Linked DNA regions of Hordeum vulgare: regions 2 and 3 are each linked to region 1. The links are chromatin contacts, called in public Hi-C maps. All regions are on one chromosome and are shown on one strand. Each heading gives the region's core, a stretch centred on a gene start, on an enhancer-like site or on the middle of the called end of the contact. The rest is flanking DNA. Distances are from core to core; before and after follow the strand shown. Region 1 holds the start of LOC123442899 (zinc finger CCCH domain-containing protein 2). Region 2 has its middle 64 kb from the start of LOC123442898. Region 3 has its middle 83 kb from the start of LOC123442898.

Region 1 (4,140 bases), core at 735-3,234:
ATATGATATGACAGGAGATAGATAAACATCATTTACTTGATAATAGCGAAGGATTACACAAATACATTGGGGGGGGAGTTGATTCATCGCCATTGGATGAACCAAGGATTAAAGGCCGCTAAGCGGCTAAGGCAGTAGTACAAAATATGGTGTGGGGGATCGGATCGTCGATCGCCATCCTTACGAAGGATTACATTAATTAACAAAATGTGAAATCGGTCGGTCTTCAGCTAGTCCAGATGATGCACTAACGAGGACGATAAAGAAACAACAACAGCGCCAGTAATCACAGGAATCAAGTCCACCTTCCAACCCTCTCATCGTCACCACCACCAGCCAGCTTCCCTTCCATGCTTCACCACCCACCCTTCCACCTATGCACAACACAACAGATAGGACCACCACCATCCAAGTTCCAATCCACCTCTTCCCTCCTTTTTTTGGTAATTTTTCCTTTTGGGTAAATTCCTACTTCCTCAAGAACCCCAAAACAAATCCACCCATCCTCCTCCTTCATCTTGCCTCCCTTCCGCCAACCAGGAATATTCACATGGGAGATAGATAGCAGCTATGTACAGGAATTTGCAGCAACTTGAAATAGCAAAAGAAACTTGAGGATAATTTTTTTGGGGTGCCATTTTTCTTCCTTCTTCTTCTTACCGCCACCTCCGTCATGCCATCTTGTTGAGCGACTCCGCAAAGTAAACTTGGAAGAAGGAACGGGCTGCCTCAGTTGATGAGGTCTGAGACCCACCCGACGTCGGGGCCTCCTCCTGCTCCGGCACCGACGTCGCAGCTGCGGGGCGCGGCGCCGTCTCGGCTCAGCCGCTCGAACACCTTCTCCCGGAGCGCCCTCCCGGACTCCACCCTCTGAACCGGCTCCTCGTCGTCGAGGAAGCGGAGGTTGAGTGGCTCCAGGTTGGCCATGAAGCTGGAGGCGCTGGTCTGAGTGCCCATGGGGGTGGTGGGGAGGCTGTAGAGGCCGCCGGCCTTGGGCGAGCCGTAGGCGGCAGGGGAGGTGGGGTAGGCGGGCCACCCACCGGACGGCGACGCCTGCGCCTTGGCGAGGCGCAGCTGGCGGAGCGAGGCGAGGACGTCGTTCACGGGCGACCCAACGCCGGGCCATGAACCGCGGCGGAAGGAGGCGGCGGCCCCGTCGGGAGACAATGGCGGCGACTCGGACGGGGGCGACTTGGGCGGGGAGGAGAGCAGGGTGCTGGTGGGCGAGGAGGACATGATGCTCTTGCTGAGGTAGCTCTCGAACGCCTGGCGCCGGAGCGGGGAGCCGTCGTAGGACTCGGCGAGCGGGGACAGCGGCGTGCTCCTGGGGCTGGAGTGCTGGGACGGCATGGCGCGGAGCTGGTCGGGGGTGTGGGCGAAGAAGCAGACGCGGCGGCGGCAGGCGGTGCCGTCCTTGCAGGGCTGCGTGCGGTAGCGCGCCGGGTGGAGCCAGCACTCGAAGACGCCGTGCGCGTACTCGCAGGCGTCGCCGCGCTTGCATCCGCCCTTGCGGAAGTCGGGGCAGGCGGTGCCGGAGTAGTGGTACTTGCGCGGGTCGCGGCGGCGCGCCTTCTCCCCCGGGTGCGCGAAGGGGCACTCGGTCCAGTCGTGGCTCCGGCCGCGCGCGCACCGGCGCACCTTGAAGTCGTACATGCGGAACTCGTCGCACGCGTACGCGTCCACCGCGGCCGCCATGGCCGCCGCCTCGTCCTCGTCATCGCCGCCCGCGCCCGCCATGTCGTTGCACGGCAGGTACTGGCGCAGCGCGGCGAACAGGAACGGCGTCTCGTCGCCACCGCCGGCGTCGACGCCGCTCACCGGGAGGTTGCCCCACGGCGGCACGCTCACTCCCTCGCTCATCATCATCATGTCTAGGCTGAGAGCTGGGCGCTGCCTCTGCTCTACCGTCTGCTCTACGGGAAGGAAGAGATCTGCTAGTGGACTGAAGGTGGGTGGGTCTCGGACGGATTGTGGAGAAGAACACCAAGCGGCGCGCGCTTATAAACACCCTCGCCCACAACCACAGACGGCGCGGTCGTACAAGCTAACTGACGCCGTTGCCTCCCCGCACGGCGGTAGCCAGGCAGCCACCCCGCTGACCCCGCTGACACGTCGCCCCCACCGGAGTCCCATGGCCCACGGTCAGCGAGAGGGAACGAGGCGAGGCGGGGATAAAGGGGCGGTACGGAGCGATACACGCGGCGGGCGGGGAGGCATGCGGGAGGGCGAGGTGTCTCGAGCGGGGGACGGGTCAGGGACACGTCGTGGAGTGGGGAGGGAGGGAGCCCTACGATCTTTTTTTTTTTTTTTTTGAGGGGAGCGGGCTACGTGTATAGGTTGGGGGTTTGGGGTTTGGGGTCCGGTCCGGGGGAAGATATTGGGTTCGTGTAGTTTCTGGAAACCTGGGGTAGGGAGTGGTGGCGCGGCTTGGACAGATGCGTGCATGCAGATGGGTGCTTGCCCTTTTTTCCTTTTTTTTTTCTTTTCTTTCCCAACTCCCGAGCGTGTATGTGTACCGCTGCACTCGCATGTGCCTGTCACCGGTTTGGCTGCGTCCGATTTTAGAATCGTCCTGCCTTTCCACTTAGCGTAGGAGCAACTATTAACTATGCTCCGCTGGATTATTTCTCTCTGAAGGAGTACTAGTGTGGCAAAGAATTATTTTGACTGTTAACGTCCGTAAATTCCGTAAGAGCGTCTCCGATAGGTTATTTATATGGATGTCTATATTCGTTTTTCAAGATGTGAGACCACAACAGGCGTTCAGTAGCTTGTCTATGCAATCATTCAAACATGTACATTTTTCAAATCGACATTGACAATGTGAAGACATCATCCAAACTCAATTGTAGTCACAATTTCTACCTTTCATCCATCATGGTCTCCGTATATATATATATATATATATATGTTTTAATGCAAAATTAAATTTAAAGTTGAGAAAAATAATAGATTATGATTTATATAAATATTAAAATATTAAAATATACACATGCTATTGAAGATGCTTTAATAATAACGGTTGTTGAAAACGGACATAGATCCATGAGCATTCTCCTGGGTGTAAATAGCAAATATTATTCATGAGTGAGAAATATTGATCAAAAGATAATCACAAATATCTTAAGAGGACAGAACTAGATATTTGTGTGAGGGTAGGGGGAAAGTTTCCAGGATGTCCACATCCATGTAGTTCTAAATAATTTTATGTTAGAAACCTAAACTTAGCTGCTAACTTAAACTGGGCGTATTATTATTGACAGTTGGAAACGTTGGAGATTTTCTAGACGGAACAGCAACAAATATAACAAATATCTAACGACACGCGCACACATAAGCTTACAAAGAGGAACTCTAGCAAACCCCATAAAAGGTTGCGGCTCGTAGAATTTCGGTAGTATACGGATTGGTCCTTTTTTGACCAAACTAGACTCCGTATATTCGGGCCGGTCCGTAATCAAATTAGAGTTGCCCACAAACACACACGTCACCCCCTTCACCCCTCTCGTACGGTATATATACGGATGCGCAAGGTCGATACTCGTCGAAACCCTATGTTTTTGTCGCCGCAATTCCCCATTCATCGCCTCTATTTCCCTACGTCGATGGCTAAAGTTCGCCGCCCACCCGTTGATCCGCGGGATGTGGAGCTTCGGCCGGCGCGACAACAATAACCTCGAGCAGAGGCGTTGCGTCATAGCTGGTGTGGCATGGAAGCGCTCCGCCCTACAGTACACGAACTGCGGACTTGAGCCACCGTCGTCGCTCCTCCGCCGCTAGACGGAGGAATACGACCACACACACAGCGCTCTTCTTTAGCGCATGCAGCTCCTCCGAGGCGTCGAGCTCCCGCTCGTCGCACACCCCAATGAAACGGGAGCCAGAGAAGCTTCCCTCGCTCCGTACGGTCAAGAAGGAGGCTGAGCGGCGGGGCGATGGCATTGCCGAACTAGAGGACTTCCTCCCTCTGGCTCTGGTGAAGGCGGACGCCATCAAGGCCGCCATTTTCGCACGCAGTGCGCGGTAGGAGGAAGAGGAGTTGTAGCGTCGCTCGCGAAAGGATAAAACCAATGTTGTGCTCTACGGGTAGGGCCTCGCGAAGGCCATCGCGTTCGACGAGAAGGAGGTGGCACCGTTGTT
Region 2 (4,140 bases), core at 892-3,391, 230 kb after region 1:
TGTGTTTTGTTTTTTAGCCCAGTTCAAGTTCACCCTCGACTCGAAATTGGGCCCATTGTTTTGTTGTTGCCCCAGTTGCAAGTCGACCTTGACTCGTAATTGGGCTTGTAATTTCTTAGTTGTCCTAGTTGCAAGTCTACCTTCGAATCACATCTTGGCTCATAGTTCTCATAGTTGCAAGCCAACCCTCAACTCGCAACTAGAAGGTATTTTGTTTTTCATCCCAGTTGTAAGTTCACCCTTGACTCACAACTAAGACCATGGTTTCTTTCATCCTAGTTGCAAAACGATCCTTGACTCACAACTGTGCTAATTTGTTTCATAGTTTTCTTTTTTTTAATTGCAAGTTCATGCTCGAATAACAACTGGGCCCATAGTTTGTTGTTGTTCCACTTGCAAGTCCACACCTCGACTCGCAACTAGGGTCATAGTTTTTTCTTGTCCCCGTCGCAAGTCCATCCTCGACTCGCAACTTGGCTCATTTGTTTCGTAGTTGTCTTAATTGCAAGTCCATGCTTGACTCGCAACTCAGATCATATGTTGTTGTTGTCCCGGTCGTAAGTCCAGTATTCGACTCGTAACTCGGCTCGTCTTTGTTATCACAGTTCCAAGCCAATTATGGGCTCACAACCCGCACCCCATATTTTTAGAAACACCATGTTTTAAATTTTGCATAACATATTTTAGAAAATCTAGTTGCATTTTAAAAGTTGTCTCCATTTGTTTTTGGGAATTTTAAATTCATGAACTTTTTAAAAAGAAAAATGAAGTCCATGAACATTTTTAATGCCCGTGAACAGTGTCAAATTTGAAGTTTTTTTTCAAATTTGTGAACATTTTAAAATAAATTGTTCACCGTATATTAGAATGTGTTCATTAACGTTTTTCGAATTTGAAAATACTTATTTAAATTCGTGTACATGTTTTGATCAAACTTTATCTTTATTGAAAATTAATGTACAAAATGTAAGGATGAAAAAGGGCAAAAACCAAAAGGCAGAAGAAAAGATATCGTTTGTAACCTACTGAAAGCTAGCGATCAGAGACGTACTGGTAAGAAGATAGTGACCAATGCAAGAATGAACAAATCCATGGCTGCACTGTTCAATGCTAGGGATCAGATGTGCCATACGAGTAAATCATAGTAGTGGCTTGACGTATAGGCCAGCCCACCCAACGGACGTGCGGGAAAGTTTATTTGTTCTGTTTTTTTTCTTTGACAAATATAATCAAACAAACAATAAGTTAAAAAAGAAGAATAATGATAAGGTGACGTGGCGAATACTTGTATGTGACATTGTTAGATGTGAGATCTAGATGTGAGATCTAGATGTGATAAAATAGGACCCAATATTGAAAGGAAACGTTTCCTTACGGCGCGTCGGTCGCTCCCTCGCGCGCGTGGGCCATGCAACATTTTTCGCACGCGCGCTTCGTTGCTCAGTGGATGCAACACTTTTCGTCTAAATTTGTTGCAACCAGCATCATATTTGCTGTAAGGTTTTTCTTTGCTATATTTTTCCAGTAAAAAGCTGCATATACGTTTGGTTGCAACTTCAGTTCGTCGAATTTTTCGTTACAATCGATGTTTTTTACTTTTGCTACAACCGTGTTAATTTTTACTACAACCGGCATCATTTTTTGCTGCAACCGTTCACTAAAAAAGTTGCATACACGTTCACGTAGATATTTGTTACAACCGGCGTTTTGACTTTTGCTACCACGCACCATCAGCTTCGTTTTTTGCTACGATCACGTAGATATTTTTTTGCTACAAAATTTATTTTTTGTTGCAACCGTTGAAAAAATTGCTGCATCGCGATGAATTTTGCTGTATCAGAAAAAAAAATGTTACATGAAGATCCAACGATGCGGACGCGTGGGGGTTGGTGGATCGTGCGGCCCGCGCTCGGCCGTCCAAAAGTTTCGACCGGCGCGCCGGTGCAGCATATTGAAAGACCGCGGTTTAGCTGGGTCTATAAAAAAATGAAAACAGACGGAAAATCAATCTGTTTTTCATTTCAAAACGTGGAAAAAGGAAACAATTCCGGAAGAGAAAACAAGCAGCTCGAGACTAGAGTGGGCAGGCCCAATGCTGGCCCAAGCTTGCTTAATTTGATCTTTCTTTCTAGGGCCTTAAATATAAAGGGCTGGGCCATGTTTGTCCCGAGCAATCGCTCATGTACCAGCATCGGGTGGGCCAGCTCATTACGTTGGATCGCTAGTTACTATAGCGTAGCGTAGGTACTCCCTCCGTAAATAAGAGCGTTTAGATCACTATTTTAGTTATCTAAACACTTTTATATTAATTTATAAAGGAAGTATCATTTATGAGTTTCTTTTTTTCTTACAAAACAATTATCGGTTTCCTTTTTTAGACTCAATTTTTTATGGGCTTCGTTTTGTTTCAAAAACATTTCATGATTTTTTCCATCTGTTTTTACTGTATGAAATGGGTAAAAAAATGTTCACCACAATGAAAAATGTTACTATGAATTTGAAAAAAATGATGATTCATTTCGACATATCCAAACAAGTTCATGCATTCCAAAAATAGTTCAAGAATTCAAAAAATATTTAGAATTTTTATATGAATTCTCGAAATTGTTGATGAATTAAAAAATATCCCTGAATTTGGAAAACTATTCGTGAATTGGAAATATTGTTTGTTGATTCCAAAAATATTCATTTATTTGAAAACATTCAGGAATTCAAAACATGTTCAAGAATTTTAACACTGTTTGTGGATTTTTAAATTGTTTATGAACTTTAAATTTTTTGGTAGTTTCGAAACATATTCATGAGTTCAGAAAATTCAAACAAGTTTTAGTTGTGTTCAAGAATTCAGAAAATTTTATAGAATAAGAAAGATATTCATGAATTTGAAGCAATTTAACATATATGAAAATTGTTCACGGATCTAAAAAATAGAAAATGTTGGTTTAAAAAATGGTAAAGTACAAAAAATGAAAAGAAAAAAAGAAAAAAGGAAGAAAAATTGAAGGAAAGATAAAAGATAAGAAAAACCAAGAATATCTTGGAAGAAAAAGCCTTCTAAGACCTTCCCAACACTAGGCGAAAGGGTCAAGAAGTTTTACAAAACTAACTCATATACTCGTGCAAGCTCCCGCTTAAACGGATCGGGCCGCTAACACAACTTTAGGACGATTGTGAAGATAATGCTCACAATGAGTGATATACATCATTTGTGAGATATTTCCTAACCAACATAGCAAGTCAACTTTTTTGTTTTGTAATGTTGCATCCTAATCTTCTCTTCAAAGGGGCTCCCTTATAGTCTTTCTTGTTGGGGAACATCGCATGGGAAAGAAAATTTTTCCTACGCGCACGAAGACTTATCATGGTGATGTCCATCTACGAGAGGAGATTTGGATCTACGTACCCTTGTAGATCGCACAGCAGGAAGCGTTAAGAAACACGTTGATGTAGTGGAATGTCCTCATGTCGCTCGATCCGCCCCGCGAACTGTCCCACGAACCGTCTCACGATCCGTCCCACGATCCGCTTCGATCTAGTGCCGAACGGACGACACCTCCGCGTTCAGCACACGTACAGCTCGACGATGATCTCGGTCTTCTTGATCCAGCAAGCAAGACGGAGAAGTAGATGAGTTCTCCGGCAGCGTGACGGCGCTCCGGTGGTGGTGAAGGATCTACTCCTGCACGGCTCCGCCCGAGCTCCGCAGAAATACGATCTAGAGGAAAAACGGTGATGTTTTGTGGTCGGGCTGCCGTGGCAAAGTTGTCTCAAATCAGCCCTAGACCTTCACTATATATAGGAGGAGGAGTGGGGAGGCTTGCCTTGGGGTCCAAGACCCCAAGGGTCCGCCGACCAAGGAGGTGGAGGATTCCACCTCCAATCCTAGTCCAACTAGGATTGGAAGGTGGAGTCCTTCCCTTCCTTCCCACATCTTTTTTTCTTCTTTTCTCTTTGATTTTTTATCTCCTGCGCATAGGGCCCTTTTGGGCTGTCCAACCAGCCCACTAAGGGCTGGTGCGGCACCCCTAAGGCCTATGGGCTTCCCTGGGTGGGCTGGCTCCCCCCGGTGAACATCCGGAACCTATTCGTCACTCCCGGTACATTCCCGGTACTGCCCGAAAACTTTCTGGTAACCAAATG
Region 3 (4,140 bases), core at 1,070-3,569, 210 kb after region 1:
TTGTTCTCGATCGCACACGCCTGCTTGCTTGAACCGTGTGCGTTGAAATGACCAGATTTTTATAAAATATTGCATTTGATTATCCTGCAAATAGCAAATTCGTCATAATATGCAATCGAACCTCACCATACGGCTCTTTTTTGCCATGTTTGCGTACAGTCGTCGTCCATCATCATTTCTCTTTCGCTATCAGAAATGGATTACGCTCGTAATCAGATAAAGCCAACCAAATTCCCTGAAGGTGGATGTATTAGGAGTAAGTTTTAGAATAAAGAAGGATTTGCAATGTACGAATTCAGTTGGTGGGCCGGAAATAAATTAGATAGCAAATGGATCCACGCAAAAGAAGAAGACTAACAATAAAACGAATTGAACCGGATGCACATGTAACCACGGACTTGTCCTCACTCTACTGCCTCCGAGCACCCCCAACCATTCAACCATTCAAGCTAGGTCAGTAGGTCATGTTAACATACTCCAAATCCAAATCTTGGTCATTAAGTTTAACCGGCTCTTGACTCGGTCATGCCTTTCAGGGATTAGCACACCGATTGCGAAGTTTTCTTTCAGTGTTCTAAACAGGCATGCAGCTAGCTCCCCTTGCTACTAGACTTCTCTCTAAACTCTCTTCAAAAGCAGGCTTGGAAAGAAGAAGAAAGCGGGTTGATAAGTCATTTGGAAGTTTTGCAAGGTGCTTAGGGCCCAAGGTTTGACCACCGGTTCCTTTCTTCTCCGCAGCCGATAAAGATGAGCAAACCGCAGCGGCTTTCTATAATGCCTAGGGTTTCGTTGCCCCTCACATGGCCCTCCTCAACTTGACAGCGCCATGCGTACGGTATACTCGTAATGTTAAGCGACGAACGCTCCGAACAAAAGCAACGCATCAACAGCCATTGCATTATTTAGTGTCTACCGGGAATAGAAACCACGCATTCCCCTGTCCGCTGGTTTGCTTCCGCTCCGGGATCCTGAGGCGGCAGCACGTGTGCACGGCATGCTAGCAGGCATCTCAAACCAAGTACAGTGACTAGATTCTGCCTTATCCTCCCTCATATGATATGGTGGCCTAACCCTAACTACCGAAATATCTTAATATGGTCTATGCTTGCAAGCTCATAAAGAAGACGCCAAGTGTGCTATCTTGCTAGGTTGTCGACCCCTATGATTCTTGGATGATACGATGCTCCATCTCATCTCATGCACGCATTGTTACGGCAAGCAAAGCTAATTAATAAAGCTCCATTTCTGGTGCCAATAGGCTGCTGATGCAAAGTGGAGCGATATATATTCTGTAATTTCTGCTGGAGTAGCCTCGTCTTTTCACGCAGGTCCAGTTGTTTTATGGCATATCTTGGCAAGTTGCGATGATGTCTGCTTTCTCCACTAAGAAGACAGTAGACAAGAGAAGAACAAGCGCCCCGATTTGCGCGGAAAGAAGAAGATATCTATGACAAAGTAACCGAAGCACGTACTAAAACAGCGCTGCATAGTTAATCATCGATGCTGCACGTCAAGATCAAATCCAAGCACGCGAAGTCCAAGCCCGTGCCCAATGGCTGCTGACCTTCGTGCATGCATGGACCCAATTATATGGAAGAGGCGATGATGTATATGGCTAGGGCTAGCCCAGTCGCGAGACTTAATTTGCGGATCAAGTAACAGCGACATGCTGACGATTAAATTGGCAAGCCCTGCTATGCTAAGCCGGGATGGATAAGAAGGCGGTCGTTGTTCACTACACGGTTAGGCCAGCTGTGTTTTTCGGTCTAGTTGCTGCGGAGAAACCAGACAGGCAGACACAACGTCAACTATGCCGGAGTAGTAGAATACCATGGGGGCACTCAACAAGTGACAGGATATGGACGCAGACAGTGATTTGGAAATACTTGTGCCGTGCCGGCTGGTCACTATCATTCACTATAGCTAAGGTTCTTCGACGGTAGTGTATGTACTCTTGTAGGTGGCTGACTTTTCCGTTAAGACTCCCACGGACAGGGTGCGTACGTAGTTAAGGTCAACAAGGCAAGGAAAGCACACAACGACTAAGCTTGTCGCCTAACTAGGGCTAGCGGTTTTTGCTTCACTCCGTTGGGGTGCACATGTACTTGAACAACTTACATTTGGACCAGGCAAAACAAATACAATCTACCTGCTCCTGAGCTGCGGGTTAGCCAAGATGCCAAGACCCCGGATGGTGATTGTTAAAAGGAAATTAGTTGGTGGCTTGACACTGTGACGCAGCACCATCTGAATATCTGATCGATCAGCCCTGGAAGAAATCCACCGTGTGTCCGTGGCAGCCTCGGTTGGCAACGGGATGCCGTTGAGGCTATGCATGTTCGCATGTGACAAGCGAATCCCACCTACCAAACCGATGGCTATGCACGAGCACCCGATGCCAACGTGGCGCCCCTGGAGCATCTGTTCCGGATAAGATCCATGGCGAGAAAAGCGTGCGTGCGTGTGTGCTTATATTAGCCTAATCAGTTCTTACCAGTACCGGCGATACGCCATAAAGCGCATCATTAGGGACCGCATTATGGATTGTAACCCAAGCAAAGCTGCCGGCCAGCGCGCTCAAGCCTCAACCTCACGAGACCGACCCGTACCTGCTTTTCTGGACCCCAAAAAAGAAGGAAAAGGTTACTGTACGTGATAGCTTAATCCCGTTAGCCAAAGCAGCTATAGGTAGATATGGATGGACGGATAAGAAAGCGTCGTCACCTACCTAGCTGCAGATGGAATGTCGATGGATGCCCGCTTTTAATTTCTTGCAAATCGCAAGCTCCGCAAATGGCTTTTGCTCGTGGCCGAGACACGACCCGACCCGTCCCGACTATTCTATCGGCCAGTCCCTGCGCACGTCGCTCTCTCCGGCCGGATAAAGTATTGCCGGCGAGGACGAGCCGGTTTTACTACTTGAGGCGTAGTACAGTGGAGGCCCAAGATTCGAGGAGGGGTTAGCCACCACGTAATGGCCGCCATGGCGGTGACTCGGCAGGTTTAGCGAGAGCGTAAAGCGACGGGTCGTACGTACGTGCCGCGGGCCGGGGATCACTCCACATGCGCCCCCCGCGCCCATGCATGTGCGGGCCGGCACACGTCGCAGGGGTTCCAGACGACGCCGCGTACGTGTGCCGCTCGCGCAGCGGCGCGCGGCGTCGCCCCGGGGCTGCATGCACGGAGCGCGCGCTTGTCGGGAAAGGCGCCGTGGCACGTGAAAAGGTGGGGAGGAAACGTGCGGCGGTCGGGGACACGTACGTACGTACGTCGCGGTGCTCCGGCGAGAGAACAGTTGGTGCGAACATGCTTTGGATCGACCGACGGGAGGGAGGGATTCACGTCCGTATGGCCTATGGGGCCTGTGGTGGACAGGTGGACGGGTGCGGTTCTATCTTGTCTGTCGCCGTGTCACGGCGGTGCGCGACCCGCTCCCCTGCTGGAGACATGTGCAAATGGGGTAAAAACTTGGTGCAGCGTCCGGCCTGTTAAGGGATCACACGTACGGCCGCCAGCAGTGGTGTGTGCCAGCGCAGGCCAGCGGTGCGTGCATGACTATTGTTGATGGCTGGCTCTGAGGACAACTCCAACGCATACTGAAGTGACATCTGTTTTATCCGGATTTTGTCCGTTTTAACATAATAATAAGGTTTGTTTACCGGTTTACGTCGGCCGGACGTTCATCGCGGCCGCATCTTTTGTTCCATCTCATCCGTCGAAGAACAAGTATAATAATCAAGCATAGCAAAAATAATTCAAATCAAATGTAACTAATAGTTTAATATTCAAAATAATATTTTATTACAATTCAATTAAAATTTAAAAATATCAAATAGTCTTACAAAACCACACAAAGTTTTTGCACACGAAAAAAGATTAAACCGATAAATCTACTGATTGCAAATTTGATCCCACATGTACTCAATCAAGTCATCTTGCACCTATGTATGAGTGTTTCGATCACGCATCTCACGATGAAACCGAACAAACTATTCAAAGGTTCCAGGAGGTGGGTGCTCATGCTCAACATTCTGACGCTGTAAATCAAACCTTTGGTCGTAGATGCTTCCATCATGCTCATCCTCAACAGTCATGTTGTGCATGATCACATAAGAAATCATCACCTCCCAAAGCTTCTGA

Evidence for each region. Hi-C and Micro-C count contacts between places; a contact is called where the count stands out from the background.
Region 2: a Hi-C map of seedling shows a contact between it and region 1, with 3 times the contacts expected there. The contact joins the enhancer-like site here to the promoter of LOC123442899 in region 1. A contact is called at or near these places in 1 of 6 Hi-C or Micro-C datasets (seedling) and 1 of 1 datasets of contacts at active chromatin or transcription factors (embryo).
Region 3: a contact with region 1 is called in a Hi-C map of leaf, with 6 times the contacts expected there. The contact joins the enhancer-like site here to the promoter of LOC123442899 in region 1. A contact is called at or near these places in 2 of 6 Hi-C or Micro-C datasets (both in leaf) and 1 of 1 datasets of contacts at active chromatin or transcription factors (embryo).

Annotation. Positions count from the first base shown.
Region 1 is chr3H:45,348,743-45,352,882 of MorexV3_pseudomolecules_assembly, reverse strand. It overlaps LOC123442899 (zinc finger CCCH domain-containing protein 2), which reads right to left and starts at 1,984. Exons shown (of 1, transcript XM_045119079.1): 1 at 19-1,984. The coding sequence starts at 1,869. The coding sequence ends at 730.
Region 2 is chr3H:45,122,077-45,126,216 of MorexV3_pseudomolecules_assembly, reverse strand. No RefSeq gene overlaps it. Among protein-coding and RNA genes, the nearest start is that of LOC123442898, 64 kb to the right of the region's middle. Within about 2 kb of position 2,141, at least 3 of the 3 cell types and tissues checked have open chromatin away from gene starts, as enhancers often do. A contact at or near this core is called in seedling, where this site is marked.
Region 3 is chr3H:45,140,735-45,144,874 of MorexV3_pseudomolecules_assembly, reverse strand. No RefSeq gene overlaps it. Among protein-coding and RNA genes, the nearest start is that of LOC123442898, 83 kb to the right of the region's middle. Within about 2 kb of position 2,319, at least 3 of the 3 cell types and tissues checked have open chromatin away from gene starts, as enhancers often do. A contact at or near this core is called in leaf, where this site is marked.